2 separate regions of the Drosophila melanogaster genome follow, and region 2 is linked to region 1. A link is a contact called in public Hi-C data. All regions are on one chromosome and are shown on one strand. Each heading gives the region's core, a stretch centred on a gene start, on an enhancer-like site or on the middle of the called end of the contact. The rest is flanking DNA. Distances are from core to core; before and after follow the strand shown. Region 1 overlaps sima (similar). Region 2 holds the start of tmod (tropomodulin).

Region 1 (7,775 bases), core at 1,920-4,419:
AGTGGGAAAATTGTGCGCTTTCTTAATTTAATGAAAATTTTCCACTTGGTCGATTGACATTTTGTGTTCTTTGTCGTTTTACTTTTACCTCCGCCCGCGAAAATCGTGTGGTGGGTGCAAGCAAAGTTTCCTCTGAGGTTTGGCAAATAAACACACAAATTTACTTAGCTTTCTGGGTGGGAAAAACGAGGAAAATGGGCGGGAAATGGCGAAAAGTCGCTGCACACTCTGCGGCGGCTGGCGCACAACTTTTATCATTTTGCCTTTGTTTGGAGCGTGTAATCAAATGCATATTTGCATGCCACCCACCTACGCAAAACCCTTAAGCTTTGCCTTCGCCTTTTGTATAATTTTCTGCAAGACTTGCGAAAATCTTGCAAAGGCGGCAAAACTTTGCTACCCACCCAAGAGCACAAAAGTATGCAACCCAAAGTCGCCGATAAAGAGGACATACAGTGCACAATGTCCTGGAGGTTACACGAATTTATCACCATCAGCAGTCAAAGTATATTTCACATTTTTATATTAAAAGTGAAAATATACTAAACGAACAATTGAAACAGCAAAACAATCGATAGTACATCGATATTTTCGATAGTAAGTTAGCTTGATTTATCATAACTCAAAATCATTTTGGAATGCATTCAAATATTGAAACTCTATCATTTGCACCAGTGTGCATGGCCGAAGGGGAAAGATGTGCGAGTGGGCGGGATGCCAAAGCGATTGAAGCGACTATAAACTCAATTAGCCAGCCCCCGGACTCCGAATGGCGGCCATAAAAGCGTTGAAGGAATCGAAATGAACTTGGCCAAATGTCATTAGCGCGGGCAGGCACATTAAATGTTATTAACGCATTCGCTTTTGTTGCACCAGCAGCAGTGCAGTTCGATGGAATAGTTATCTAATTTGATATGCCGGGCGAAAGGGGAGGGCAGGGTATAAATGCGAGGGGCTTGCTGCCATTCAATTGTTGCCTCAATTGTTCGGAAAAAGGGGAAGTTAACTCCCCAGCATTGTAACGTGACAATGGACGCCAACACGTAGCGGAAAATTGTGCAAAAGGATCTGCAACTTTAAGGCGTGAGATCCCGCCAGCTAAACTGCAAAACTGCCTGAAGGTACGAAAAGTGCAGCATTTACATTCATCATCATAAGTCACTGCCCGGACACAAATGAAATGAAATATCTGCAGAGGTGCCCGGATGGTCCAGGATATATTTCGGTGAATGGGTGTGGGCGGCATCCCCAAATAGAGCCATTCAGCTAAGCCAGCAACACAACACAAAGTGCATCCGCCGGGAGTCGGGATCGGGCAGAGCAGGAATTCTCACTTCCCCCCCAAAACTAATGGCATCCTCCGCAGGACTCACAGGACTCCGCAGGATTCCGCAGCAGTCGCTGGATGCAGCGCGGCACTCACGTAGAGGAGTTGCAGCTCCGGCATATTTAATAAACTCTCGCAAATTAAGCGGCGCGGGATGGAGGATGCCATAAATCAACAGGTAAGAGGAGCGTGCGTCCACCTGGGAGGCAACGCCACCATCGCAGTTCATTAACATTAGTCGAGGCATAAGGGTCCAAGGACCCGGGCAGATAATTTGGCCAGAAAGGAACCTTAACCAGCGCCATTTAACCGACGCTTGGATATAAATACGCTAATGGTTTTAGGTTTCATCAGTTGCCAAACATTAATTATGGAATGTATTTGGAATGAATTTACTCAAAAATTATTACCAAAGTCTAAGATTACACTTGGAAAGTCTTAAAGCCCCTTTGTTGCGACCTTAAGCCTATGTAATAAAGAGATGATGGACTTCCGAGCTGAGCTGTGACCCACCTGTTGGCAAATTGATGGACGAAAAGTGGAAAAAGTTCAGCTGGAAAAGTAATTTAGTTGGCAGCGCGCACAGGAAGCAGTCAGTTCCTGTTGCAGCCAAGTCAGTCAGCCACATCCGGCGCAACTTAAAGCCGCATTTCCGCTCATGCAATTTTAATTTGTCAAATGCAAGCGACGCGCTGAGGACGCTAAAATTAACTGGAAAATTTTACAATCCTTGCGAGGCGAGGCAAGGCGACGCAGGATTACAGAGCAGGACATGGCAGCATGAGTCGCTGCCGTAGCTGCCGAAATGAGGATGCCGACGAGCCACTCGAATTGGACCATTAGTTTCGACGGCATTAGTTTGGCGCTTTCATGGCCCAGACGATGCAGACGAATAAATAAGAGACGAGCAGCGGGACGCTGATGGAGACGAAGTTGGGAATAGATGTGGATTATCCAGGAGTGGGGAACGAAGTTCCGTGGTTCCCCCGCCCAGGGGCCGAGTGGACCGAGGCGGACCAGCGAGGATCCCCTGGCGAAATTATGCATGTAATAAAATGCGGCTGCCTCGACGGCAGCTGCAACAACCCGTGCCCAGCCACGCCCCGACGCCCACTTATGCCGCGAGCCAAATTTAAGTGCATTAACATAAAGCGGTCGAGCCACAGTGGGATAAACGCTTTCGAAAACATATAAAATACAAATATTCAAATGGCTTCATAAGATTCCAAAATTATCTACAAAAGTGTTTTAAAGTATGCAACAATTTGGAGTTCAAATGCCCCACAGACCCATTCCGATGGAACATTTTCCCAGACCACTGTGCACTGTTAGCCCCAACAAGATAAATAAACTTTTGTGTGAAACCGTTTTGGAGCAGGGCATGGTTTCCACTCCCCCCGAAAACGGAGAATTCGGCTGCTCTGATGAGTGCAACGACTTGGCAGCAGCGCTAAGCGTCAGCATCATCGACACTTTTGGCAGGAAGCATTCGCGGGGCTCAGACGTATAGTTTATATAGCGCCGACGACTACGGGACATGGCCAGGAAGCTCGTCTGGCTGGGAGTCTCCGGAGTGTGTGAGACATTAACAGACTCGTAAACTGGCAGTTGCTTGTTATGTTGATTACACAACTCGTGCGGGCGTGGGAGCAAATGAAAATAAAGTTCCCTAGCCCGACTTGCACTTGAAATCCACGCAGTCAAGTCTGAGTAAAGGTATTACACTCAACTTGAATACAATAATTCCTTGCTTCGTTTTCAGCCAACGGTCTATAGAACTTTGAGTCTTAATGATTCCTCTTCTTCTGTATCTTGGGCTACACGTTTGCAGCGGTTTAAAGTCACCTCGCGTAGGCCATCACCGAAAAGTATGCAACACTTGGTGCCACGCCCCATTGGTACGTGCCTGGCCAGGATCACACGCCCTTTCAACCCACAACACTCGCGCCAGCACAACTGTCAGCTGCCCTCTCGGAAAAGCTGGGAAGGAAACAGAAACTAAAAAAAGGAAACTTAAACAGAAACAAACAGCGGGAAACTAGCAACTGGCTTGTGGCAAGAGTTGAAAGTTGAATGTCTGGCAAATGCCGCGGCAATGCCCCCAGAATGCAGCGCCAGTGGAAAATGCATTTTCCGAAGGGGAACTTTTCACACGCAGCGCCAAATCTGCCAAAGCCACTTTTCGGTATTGTTTTTTGTTGCTTTCCAAAATTTATTGCAACACTCGCTGGAGGAGCTGCTATACTTCACCCGCACTTCCATCTCCATCTCCATCTCCAACTCCACCTTCATCCCTAAAAATCCAAAGCGATGCTGGCTTTATCTCTTCGCTGTCTGTCTGTCAGAGGATATTTATCTGGCACGTTAAGTTTACTTTTGCCCCCTTCGATCCACTGCCACTTTCCTCGAACATTTCCCTCGCTTTCCACCCGCTCGTTTCATAATTTTTCGCCTCGCGGCCAAATTGTCGTCTTTATTTGCAGCATGGAAATGCTCGAGCGCAATTTCCCATTTCCATTTCCATTCCACTACACACACACACACACACACACATCCGAACGGCAAACACTGCCCGATGCGAGATTTTCCCGCATGACATTTGCGATTTTCCGCACATTTTGTACTTTATTGAACTGTTTGTCACATGACGTTTAGTATTTTGCGAGCTGCGCCAGCTGCATGCGAACACAACCCACATGCACAGCATGAAAGCGGGAGGAATCGGCTAGGATTGGGGAGAAGTACTCCTCCAACTTGAAATCGGATGAAACTTAAGGGAGCCTAAAAGTAACGAAGGTACTTGATACTTCCCCTAAAGGTGTCTAAGAGTATGCAACAGTTATTTGACATTCATTTTCCGATTGATACGTAAGTGCATTTTATAGCAGACCATCCTTTGGTAATTCCACTGTACCTTCCATCACCATCATCATGCTCGAATTTTAAGGGAATAAAAGGGGAGGATGGTTGAAGCTTTTAAGGATGCACTGCACCAGCTGACCCCCTTATTACAAAGCCATGTAAACTTGATGAAAATCAAATGGAAATAAAAACGGACAGCACTCATAAACAATAATATTGCGGGCAAGCTTTCGCGAACGGAAACTTTTTGGAAAAGCGGGAAAAAGGAAACTTCCATCAGAGCGGCGAAAGCAACTTAATAAAAACAAAAATGTATGAAATACTTTTACGACTTTCGAAGACATTTTTACAACTTGCTGGCAAGTTTTGCTAACGATATGCGAGATGCACACAGAACTCGGGATCGCCAGCTGCATCCTAGGACTCGAGCGTCCTGGTCAAATGGATACGTCGCATCATAAAACCGAAAGTCATTTCGCGCAGAACGTGTCTACACGAAAACCAGGAGCGGGCGAATGTCCGGCCAAGAAGCCAAAGTCATCGCAGCCAATAATAATTCCAATTGTAGTGCAGTGACAATTTTCTGTTCCTTGGCTGCAAGGATGCGCTCTTTTGGGCACTTTTGGGTACATTGTACCCCGAACAATGGTCAGCAGAAGACTTTTTATTGCCCAGCGTTGGCATTTTAAGTGCAGCCAGCCAAGGAGCACCATCGTAGCTCCATCGCCGCTCCATCGGCAGTGGCAACATTATTTGGCCAATGTAGACGACATGACGCGGCCATTAAGAGCAACAAATAAGCAAACAATAACAAGAAGCCGCACCCGATGAGCTGGGGAGAAATTAAGAAAAAATGCTTGCAGCAAACACTTTCCCACTCACACTCTGCAATCGAAGATGTGGGACTTCATTGCACGGAAAGAAATAAGAGGTCATTTAATATCGAATTGACTCCTCTCTCTCTCTCTCGCATGACATTCATAAATTACAAAGAAATTACAAAGAAACTTACTTCAAAGTTGCTAGTTATCTAGCCAATATATATCACTATTTTCGTATTGTTAAGTGCCACTGGCATAATTCCTTAGCAAATAAATATAAATTCTTTTTTGTATAGAGAAAAGTGAAGATACAAAAAATATTTGCTCTCTATGGTCAGGCCATTTATCTATCGATCTGTTTGGATATTTCGACGCGGTAACGATACTTTGGCTTATGAAAATTGATTGCAAATGAGCTGGTGGCTTTGGCGCGTCTTCCATTTCTAAGCAAGATGGGTGGGAATATTTCTCTTGTGGCATTGCTGATAGTGAAGCAATAAGACGTAGCTGGATTATACAGATTTACTAGCTCAGGCATACGATATGAAATGGCGAATAAATAAACAAAAAAACAAAATCTAACATAATTGAATCAGCAAAAAACTCGTTGAAATGAAGAGATAGAGGAGATATGAAAGTGCAGATAGCGATAGATACAGAGATTTCAGCTGTCTCGCTGCCTGACCAATTCGTTTACTTTCGCAAAAGCTAATTAGCAACTAAAGTGAAATTAAAGCAGAGCCAAGTCAAGCCAACGACTAATGGTCTTTGTGTTGCAAAAAAGTGGAAAAGGGGCAGACAAGAGGAAGGTGCTACAACTAATTAAATGCAATAAGCTATGGCAACTGCTGGACGTGAACAGGAACTGCTTGGGATTCTAGGAGTCAGGATGCGGAGCAGAGCACAGGACAGGTAACGCCGCCGGACGAGTGACAACTTTGTTTTGATGTGCCGGACTCTTCCGGCTTCCTTCCTGTCCTCCGCGTCCATTGCAACCCACCAACTAACGACGAACGCGTTTTAATTTGCACATTAAAGTAATTAGTTTAGCATTAGTTAGCTGTAGTTTGTTTTAATGAGTCGCGAGTTTTCGGAGTTGGACGATGCCACTTACCGCTCTTGAAGGTGGCCATCAGGCGTTCGGAATCTGCTCCATGCTGGCACGAAAACAAAGAGGTGTCAAGTAGATCCTTGGGCGAATATCCCAGTAAGTCATGCATCCTGAAATCAAAGCAGGGAACAAATGAGAATTAATGTTACTATCCTCTAGACGGGTTCCCATTTTGATGCTTTTCTAGGCTGCTTAATATGTTTACGTAATCTATTAATTTGTGCTTGTTCATTATGAGTAAGTAAATGATAGTTAAGTGCCACTTTTGGCAGAGCAATTAGTCAATCCCTCAAAAAGAAACCTAAGCAGTTATGGTTTTTAAAATGGGATTTGCGTCTTTAATTCTGTATGTATCTCACTTGTCATCCACATAGGTGAAACGCATATCCAGGGAGTGTTTGGTAAGGAAGGTGCTAGTTCCCAACGGAATCTCAATGTTCGAAGGATGCGGAATTGGTCGGCCAATGGCCATCAGCAGACGTTCGCCCTTTGCATTGACCACCAAGTGTCCCGTGATGTGAATGACCTGAAAACCCCAATAAGGCATGGGTTAGTTGGTGCTATGGTGTCTCAAACTCATTTAGCTCACCTTATACGAAGCGCTCTTGATGTTGATGCTTCGTCCACGACTGGTCAAGGTGCACTTCAAGCGCACAAACAGATCCCGGTGATGGGTGCTCACTCCAGAGTTCTGCTGCGGCTCATCCTTGACCTTCTGGGCAAGTTCACGCTTTAGGCTGAGAGCCTCCTTGATCTCGGCGTGATCGCACTGGTGCGAGTACTCCCAGATCTGTTGGCCAAGTGTGTCAATCTGCGCAAAGTTGAGAGCAAGTTAGAATCTTCTTCAATGAAGTATTTGGATACATTTACCTTGGTGATGCCCAGATACTCGACTACGTTTTCGGACACGTAGGTGATGTCTCCCTCGTGGGACAAGACCAACAGGAATCCGTCCATGGTCTGTTTGAGGAGCTCTCTGGCCTCAGCTCCGTTGAGCCAATCCTCAGTGCCCACTTCCAGCTTGGGCTTGACTTCCTGCTGATCCTCTGCAGTTTCAATGTCCTGCTTGATGTCATCATTGCAGTCGCGCAAGCTGGGCACTGAAATAAGTAATATATTAGATGGTGCTAACAAAGATTTCACATCCTAAGGGAAACTCACCGAACTGCAGCATTTCGCGAATCTTGAGGAAAGCGATGGTGATCCTCATCACGGAGGCCTTGTCCAGTTGGTTGACATCGTCGGTTTTCAATGGCAAAGCAGCCGAGAGTTCCATGAATATCTCTGTCTCCTTGGAGCGACGACATCTAGCCGCATCGCGAGACTTTTCCTTGCGTTTTTCATTGTTCCTGCAAAGATCGATCGGATGGAAAATTAGCATAAGCTCAAAACGAGCACGTACGCCAATGATCAGTGGGAAAAGGGGGGATCTAGCACGGGGGAGGCTGCCTGAAATATGCGTGCATTTGCATGGCTGCACTTTTATACCCGTTTGATTGCTTCTGATTCAATTCACGCGGCCAGAGCTCGCAATTTTTCAATTAAGCAAAACGCTTGTAATTTTCGCGTTTGTTGCCAGGTCGAGCGAAAAAACAAAAGTCGATCGACACGGCGCCAAAGTTCTCGGCAGCTATTCCTAGCCGTCTTTTCGAAA
Region 2 (7,775 bases), core at 1,810-4,309, 460 kb before region 1:
TATTCTATGAATATTTTATTCAATTTAGTCATTCTCTTTAATATTTATTGTTTAGTTTATAAGCAAATACACAGAGGCTTGAACCATACCCCGCACCGCACAAATTACCGTCGTTTAATGAGCTAATCAAATCAGGAAACAACGGTGAAATCAACTGTGAAATTTATGACAGTTTTCCGCTTCGCCTCGAATTAAGGATAACGAAAGGCAGTGGGGATGGGGAGTGGAGAAAGTGCCCGGCGTATCTCCGACTTTATTTAACTAATTTTGCATTTTCAACTCAAACTCGACTTTGGTCACGTATCCCTGCGGCTGGAACTTTGACCTGTTAAGCGCATAAAAATGACAAAAACGGTACGTGACTCATTAGCCGCTTTCGCCCAGGAAATGCCGCCGGGAGAAAGTGAGCGGGGAAAGCTGGCTTGGGCAGTTCAGCAGTTCAGCAGTTCATGAGCTTCGGCAAGGAAACCGGACTTTGGCAGCGCAATTAGTTCGGCAAGCTGCTCGGAGCGAGGCACATACGATCCTGTTTTGTGTATATGGCAACATATGCCCTGGCAGCAGCACATCCTTATCCCTGCCCCATTCGCAGGACTCCGGCTGGCTGAGCTCATGCGTTTTCATTTCCATTTCGGGCCCATAAAAACGGCAAAACGGAAAAACGAGAAAAGGCCGAGAGGCCGACCCAAAAAGAAGTAAATTGCAATGCAAATTTAATTTGGCTGCCATAAAACTCGACGAAAGAAAAACGGGCGGTGTTTTGCTTTTCGCCCGGCGAGGGGCGAGGGGGGCCAGACAGTCGTAAAACAGCGGCGGGAAAATCGAAGACTTTCTGCGGGGTTTGGGGTGGGGTAGCGGTAGTGGGGAATACGGGTGGAAGTGCGTGGCCGCCGCGCCAAGCCGGAAATGCAATTTGTAATTTTGTGCAACGATTTGTGGCAATTAATTGCTGCCCCACCACTTGCACCACCCGCCCCATGCGGCACCACCCAACTTTCGCCCAGTGCGCGCCAGACCGCAAGACACGGAAACCTCAATATTTATTTTTTGTTTCGCCTTCTTCTCGATGTTTTTTTTGTTTTTTTTTTTTTTTGGTCTGATACTTGTTTTTTTGCCTCTGCATTTGTTGGCGGCACAGAATTTATTGCATTTAATTTTTTTGCCATTTCTCTTCGAGTGTGGGGATTTTTTGGCATAGCTCGGCATCGAGTATTTAAGTGATTTCTGCTTAATAATAATTTAATTCCCAGCTTTTTTTATACGCCATGCCATTTGAAATCTTTTGTGATAATTTGCGCCGAAATCAAACAGCTGCAAAATTTGTATTTTTTGTTGGCTTTCCCCCGGCAACGTCGCCTATAGAAAGTGTGGCCGAACATATACATACATATGTATATGTGTATATAATCGCCTATATGTCCGTCTATATCTGTGCCGCGGTGTGTGTGATGTATAATGTATGGGAAGATTTATAATATTCGTGGGACCGTATAAACAATTCGCTAAGACGCACATAGAGAAATGGCACTTGGTATAAATAATGTATAGCCAGAGTTCGCCATGTTTTGGCCAATTTCACAAGCGAGGAGACCAGTACGGCAGAAGATCCCTTCAGAATATGAGAATAATGATTTATAGTCTTTCATAAGCCAAACGATCGGGGGTGGCCAACTATTGAGGAAATCATTCAGTTTTGGGCGGATTCTTTGGTTTAAACTTGTAGTTCCGTAAGAATATTTTCGGAAATATGTAAAATGGAATGTCATTTACTTTCGCAAAAATATGCGATGTTTTTATATAAATTCAATGCAAAAACAAGATGTTGTTTTGCGGCATATATCCCCCCACCAAAAGCTTGGTAAACAATACTTGAATCGAAAATATTTTTATAAAAATTTCCATGCTTAATAAATTTTAACGAACTGTTCTTTAAGTTGATTGCGAATATGCACTTAACATTAAAGCTTTTGGAAATAGTTTCCATTAAGAATTTCCCAAGTTCCCGAATTTTTATAGCTTCTTGAACGGTTTTCAAATTCAGAATACATATTGATTTTCATGGCTATTCGAATTATGTTTGTACTCAGCACACGCACAATAAGTTAGTTAATGGATAATGGCGGCTATTAGATGGATCCATGGGTCAGAGTTCACTCACCTCAGTGATCTTCATGGTGCGCTTCACCGTTTTGCGGGTAACTTCGGTGGTTTCCTCCACGACATCGCCATCCTCATCGATGGTCTCCGTTACCATTTTCTCGGTCTCGCCGGGAATCACCTCCTCGGTGTGCTCGGTGACCACGCTGGTTTTGCTCTGGGCATCGGGTTCGGGCTTGGTCTCCTCGGCGGAGCCACCGAAAACATCCTCAATGTCCGACATTGTCTCTGATTTATATCCTTTTCGATTGGAGTCGAGCTGATTCACTTGGCTTTCTCTCACGTTCTTGTGTTCACTTTCACTTGATCACTGGATCACTGATCACAACGATAACACATAACACGCAGAATTGCTTGGGTTTTCTTCTTTCTTATTTTCTTTCTTTTAGCCTGAAAAATACAAACGACCAGAGCTAGAAAAATGAATATTTTTTGTATATTCCGCTGGGCTTTTGGCAGCCGCTGGTTATTATATAAACAAGAGGAATTTCACGGCGCGCTGGTTTTTTAGTAACTTGTTTTCGACCTAAGGGCGGTATATTTAGAGGTACTGTAGATCCTTCGTGGTTTACGCAGATGCCTGGAGCCTTCGATCCTCTCGGGAAGTGCTCGATTATCGAACTGTAAAAACGTAACGTCGACCAGCGGCCACGAAAGGCGCGACAACAACGGAGAACGGAGAATTACGGAACAATGGGACTACGGAAGAACGGAACAATGGGACAACGGAATAACGTAGAGCCGTGGTGACAAAAGGCGGATAAAGCGAAACAAGTTGAAAGATGGAGCTATCGAAATCCCATCACATCACTTCAGCCTGTTTCGAAAACAAATCCGGAATAATTACGGAACAACGGAACGCACACGAGGCGAATTACACGATCACGGGTCTTCTACTTGCTGCCTCCGTCCTAGCTTCTTCTAATTCTTCTAGTTAGAATCTTCTGCCGTCTGCCACCGGAACCGACGCCGGAGAGCAGAGCGAGACGGTCTGAGTTCCGGAGGGTCTAGTGGGGCAGAGGCCCCCAATGTGTTAGCCGCAGGTGCGAGCGGGACGGCCCGAGACCCCCAGCGCTCGGGAGAGCGCCAGCAATTCTCCACACTCTCTCCTCCACTCTCACTCTCAGTTCTCTGCCGATCTGCTGCCGCTGCTGACGTCTGCTCAATTTTGAACGTTGATCTTCGTCGCGTTTCAAAAGTTTTTTGTTGCCTTCGTTCCGATCTTTTCTACACTGTGTGCCTCTACACTGAGAGAAAATCCTACCAAATTGGATTTACATTTAGAAAGCTTTATTTGGTAAAAAGAGGAAACTATCTGACAATATTTCGTATGTTAAAAAGTAAAAGTACAAGGCTGTGATCCCACATGTATCCTAATCCTTCCGAAATTGAACTCCAGAGTTCTATAAAATATCAAAATATCTGCAATGAAGTAAGAAGTGAGTTAACCATTTTTCTGAGTGCAGTATTTCTGTTCTTTCTTTGAGCAAATGTGAAATTTGAATGCGAATGAGTTCGCTCGCTAATTGTCCGCCTGTTGCAATTTCTTCGTTTGACCAGGCGAATGCAATTAGTGCGGCTGCCGGACGTCTGAGGCCCGTCAGAATGTGAAACTCCGCCGTGAAGTGCCAACACTCCTCATTCGCCATCTCATATGGTCTGTACTCCCCTTACTCCGCATACCCCCTACTCTCCATACTCCCCGTCAAAGACCCACGCACTCTTCTCGTCAATGTGCGTGGAGCTATTTTGGGTGGATTTAACAATAGACAGAAAAAAGAGGCAGCCAAGGATGAAGATAGTGATATCTTCCGACTTTGGAATACCTAAAAAAGAGATTTTGATAGTAAGAATAGAGTTTTACAATAAGAATTATAGAATGTTTATTCAAGAAGTAAAAATATCTTATAAACTTGAATTTAGATAGATTTTAAAATTAATTTACAAACCAATTTGTCCACTCTATCAGAGGGACTTACTATCCCCATAAGCCCGTGTTGCATTTCCCTTTTTCCAACATTTTTTTTCCAATAAGCCCAGACATCTCATCGATACCCTCTGTGGGCAAACAACTCTGAATCGGGTGGAATACATTGGGCTGATCCGGCTGGCCATTTGGCCGGGCGGCATTTGACGCCGTCTTTTCCTTTTTCATGCGCTTTTCTTTTTTTTTCCTTTATTTTCCGTTCGTTTTTTTCCCTTTTTCCTTTGCCGTGGCCAGCGTTCGATGTGCGAGTGGAGGCAGTGCATCACAGCCAGCGGGGCCTGTACAGGGTGCCTTGTGGCAGGGGCATCTGTCGGAAGATGCCCATCTCAAGTGATTTCACCTTCTGCCTTCTGTCCGATTTCTGATTTTGTGCTGATTCCGATTTAGATTTTTGATTAGCGAACGCTTTCAATTGCTGGCATTTGGGGGCTTTAGTTTTGACAGCGATGTGCGGACTTCCTGTATCGCATCGCGGACTGCACAAGATATATGAAAGACAAGTGTTTCGAACGGACCCCCGGTTTTCCCCGCAGCGCTGTGTAAACAAAGCGCCAAGCACACGCAAGACGGAATATTCTAAAATTAATTCTCGAAAATGTCTTTTCAGCTCGGCAAACGCAGCGACATGATGCGGGACAAATGCCTGAATATAGATACATCCAATGGATGTGTCTCTGATGAGCAAATGCAATTATGTGGCATGGGATCAGGGGCAGGGCGGAGTTGCGGGCGCTGGGTAATGAATAGAGCCACGAAATAGAGCAGCAAACTCCTTCGTATTCCCCTCTCGACGGTCCTGTTCTGCATCTGTGTGTTTGGATGTGGAAAACCACACTGATGACAGACAAGCCACGGCAGAGGAAGCCAAAGGATAACATGAGATAACACACATCAAAAGCCACTCAGACACCCACACACGAACAGCGGGGGTTAGGCAAATAGGATGGGTTTTAAGGTAAATAAGGATAATGATTAATCAGTCATATGCAATGATATATCTGTATGATTTCATTTTGAGATGCGGTTTATGTTATACTTAACTTACTTGCTATAACACACTTTTAATGCATTTTATTCGAATATGTTTTAAGTGCTATATTTTTGGAGCCCTCTGTGGATGCACGCACATGTGCTCCCCATCACAGCTGCTCGTGATCCTTTGGCGACGAGAAATCAGCGCTCAAATATGATTAATAAGTAATTTCTTTGTCAACAAGTGACTGGGGATGGCCTGCTATGACGACAGCGGCGATAACGACAACGAGAATGAGAACGGAACGACGCCATGGAAATCTTTAATAAAATACATGCATAAATAAATTATAGGGCAAGCAGAGGCGAGGAAAAACAAACTGGATGGAGATGAACTGCTCTGAATGGAGGCAAACTGGTAATAAAACAAAGCGGTGACGGCAAAGACATACAGAAAGATACAAGATACAAAGGGGTGACATGTGCAGCCGAGGCGTGACCGCACTTCCTTTTTTTCCGGCCATATATACAGGAACCTCTCCACATTGCCTTTTCCCAGCCACTTTTCAGAGCTCCTTGGCCTTGGCGTTTCCCTGTTTATTTCACAGTTGTAAATTGCACAAAGTAAATGAAGTGCTTTTTATTATAATCCAACAAGCTAACGTTGCCTGTTTTTAGCACAAAGAGAAAAGGAATATCTCAAAATGTTATTAGATTATATGAGAGTCATAGGTTCTCTGGAACTGTAAAATATAAATTTCAAATAGCACAGCGCAAATTCAAGTCTGCAGTTTGCTGTATTAAATTGATTGCCGATTTTGAATATATTTTTCTTTGTGTACTCCTCCCATTCCGAGCTTTTCCCTCCCTATATCACGAGTTTTCTTTGAATGCGGCCCGCTTGCCAAGTGTCGTTGACTCTCGCTGACCTAGAGGGAAAATAAAACCAAGGGAAATGCCTTGCCAAGATTCATGTGTAGATGATTCTGGGAAATGAAGAAAGTTTCAGTCTCGACATGCAGAAGCGGAAGGCCCAAAAACGATTTCTGTCAACTTCTGGAGAATTTTCATTGCCTGCCGTCCATTAATTGAGCTGTTGGAGGGCTGGTTGGGAAATTGCGGGAAATCGGGGAACAGCAGCTGGCAATCGACCGATGTAAGGTTCAGATTCGCCAGCACTCGACTTGTTTGACTTGCGATTTTCCTTTTAACTGAAGCGAAATGCAGTTAGCAGCAGCAGCCGGAAAGTGTAGAAAAAGACAAACACCCGGATAGTTGGATATGGATTGGTAATGGGCTGGGTTGGGAATGCAATTCAGGGGAAACTAAAGCGGAAACTGCAAACAGTAGGGATTCGCACAGCATACTTTTAGGTGCAGCTTGGCTGGAAGCAATGGAATGTCTCTAATCTGGTAGCCAACTACTCCAACTACTTCTACTACTACTACTGGCATGCATAAATCTGCAATGGCGAAGAATCTCTGGCCCCGCACACCCGGCGAATGAGCAATTTCCCAGCAATTCTTTGGCCATTGCCAATGTTTGCCCTGGCAAGCATGCTGCGGAAAATGTTCGCTTATCGGAATCCAAGTGGGTCTCAACACTCACCGCAAAAGAACACTGTAAAAAACCAAACATTAGATGGCTTATATCTTGACAGCTATGTTCAAATTCTATAACATTTGCTTTGGTTTTTAGCATATAGATCTAGGCCTGCATAAAAATTTGTATTTACTTGGATATAGCCTTAGATATCGATATCATTTCTTCCAGTTGAAAAAAAGCTTAGAGTGGCTTCTCTCAAAAGAGTGGTACTGGGGGCGAGCTGCAACTATTCTGGCCAAGAAGGTTTATCATCAACTGCATGCCGCAAGCTAAAAGAGTGGGTTGGACTGGAATATTTGCTAAGTATTCCGCATTTGTATCTGTGCCAGTAGTCGGAACTGTATCTGCAGCTAGCTGCGGGCTGTGGACAGTGAACAGTCGAAGCAGAAATGGAAATAAATAGTTGCCTTGCTCTTTTGTCTAATTAAAACGTTTCATTTCGTTCCAGCTCCATTTGTTGACGTCACACGCACAGAACACGTGTGTGTGTGTGAGCATACGTTGGCACTGAGATAGTAGGGTATATTGACTGTCAGGAACGAAAGGCCTCCATAAACTTAAAATTGTATACTGTTTCTGAAATAAAATAGCTTTAATCTGATTATCAAAATGTTTATTATAAGAATTAGGTGTGTGATATTAATATTAAGAAACAATATAACAATAACAATATACTTTAAAGGTAAATATTCAATATTGCAGTTACTGAACATCTTTCAGTCGACAACTTTGTCCCAATCGATTTGCTGGTTGCGTTGCCTCTTCTTCTCTGTGTGCGTGACGGACAAACGCGCACGGGCGCACTTTTCCGCAGGCCTTGCCCCACTCGGCCCTCGGGAAAACCCACCGTTGTGGGCTGGTCAAATGGTTTCATCTTCATTTGGTTCTGGTCCTGTTTTTCTGGCCAGACATACATGTGCCGGGTCCTGCTTCGCCATTATGATGATTTATGAACGGAAATCATTTTTCGCCCAGTGCGGCTTTTCTGTGTGGTCCAGGGGATGGTGCTAGGTCTAGGCCTCCTTTTTGAGGTCCTACTCCGCCCCGAAGTATG

What was found. Hi-C and Micro-C count contacts between places; a contact is called where the count stands out from the background.
Region 2: a Hi-C map of the Kc167 cell line shows a contact between it and region 1, with 1.7 times the contacts expected there. The contact joins the promoter of tmod here to the enhancer-like site in region 1. A contact is called at or near these places in 6 of 107 Hi-C or Micro-C datasets (the Kc167 cell line, the PNm cell line, the S2 cell line and 2 more).

Annotation. Positions count from the first base shown.
Region 1 is chr3R:30,066,770-30,074,544 of dm6, reverse strand. It overlaps sima (similar), which reads right to left. Exons shown (of 12, transcript NM_079845.4): 2 at 7,283-7,470; 3 at 6,992-7,221; 4 at 6,711-6,932; 5 at 6,481-6,647; 6 at 6,125-6,231. Among named protein-coding and RNA genes, the nearest start is that of sima, 12 kb to the right of the region's middle. Within about 2 kb of position 3,169, at least 17 of the 39 cell types and tissues checked have an H3K27ac peak or open chromatin away from gene starts, as enhancers often do. A contact at or near this core is called in the Kc167 cell line and wing imaginal disc, where this site is marked.
Region 2 is chr3R:30,527,891-30,535,665 of dm6, reverse strand. tmod (tropomodulin) reads right to left here and starts at 3,059. Exons shown (of 8, transcript NM_170504.4): 1 at 3,022-3,059; 2 at 2,159-2,570. The coding sequence starts at 2,380. It overlaps lncRNA:CR45552 (long non-coding RNA:CR45552), which reads left to right and starts at 3,805. Exons shown (of 4, transcript NR_125296.1): 1 at 3,805-3,814; 2 at 4,752-5,099; 3 at 5,236-5,534; 4 at 7,170-7,386. lncRNA:CR45553 (long non-coding RNA:CR45553) reads right to left here and starts at 5,311. Exons shown (of 3, transcript NR_125298.1): 1 at 5,190-5,311; 2 at 4,107-4,679; 3 at 3,289-3,983.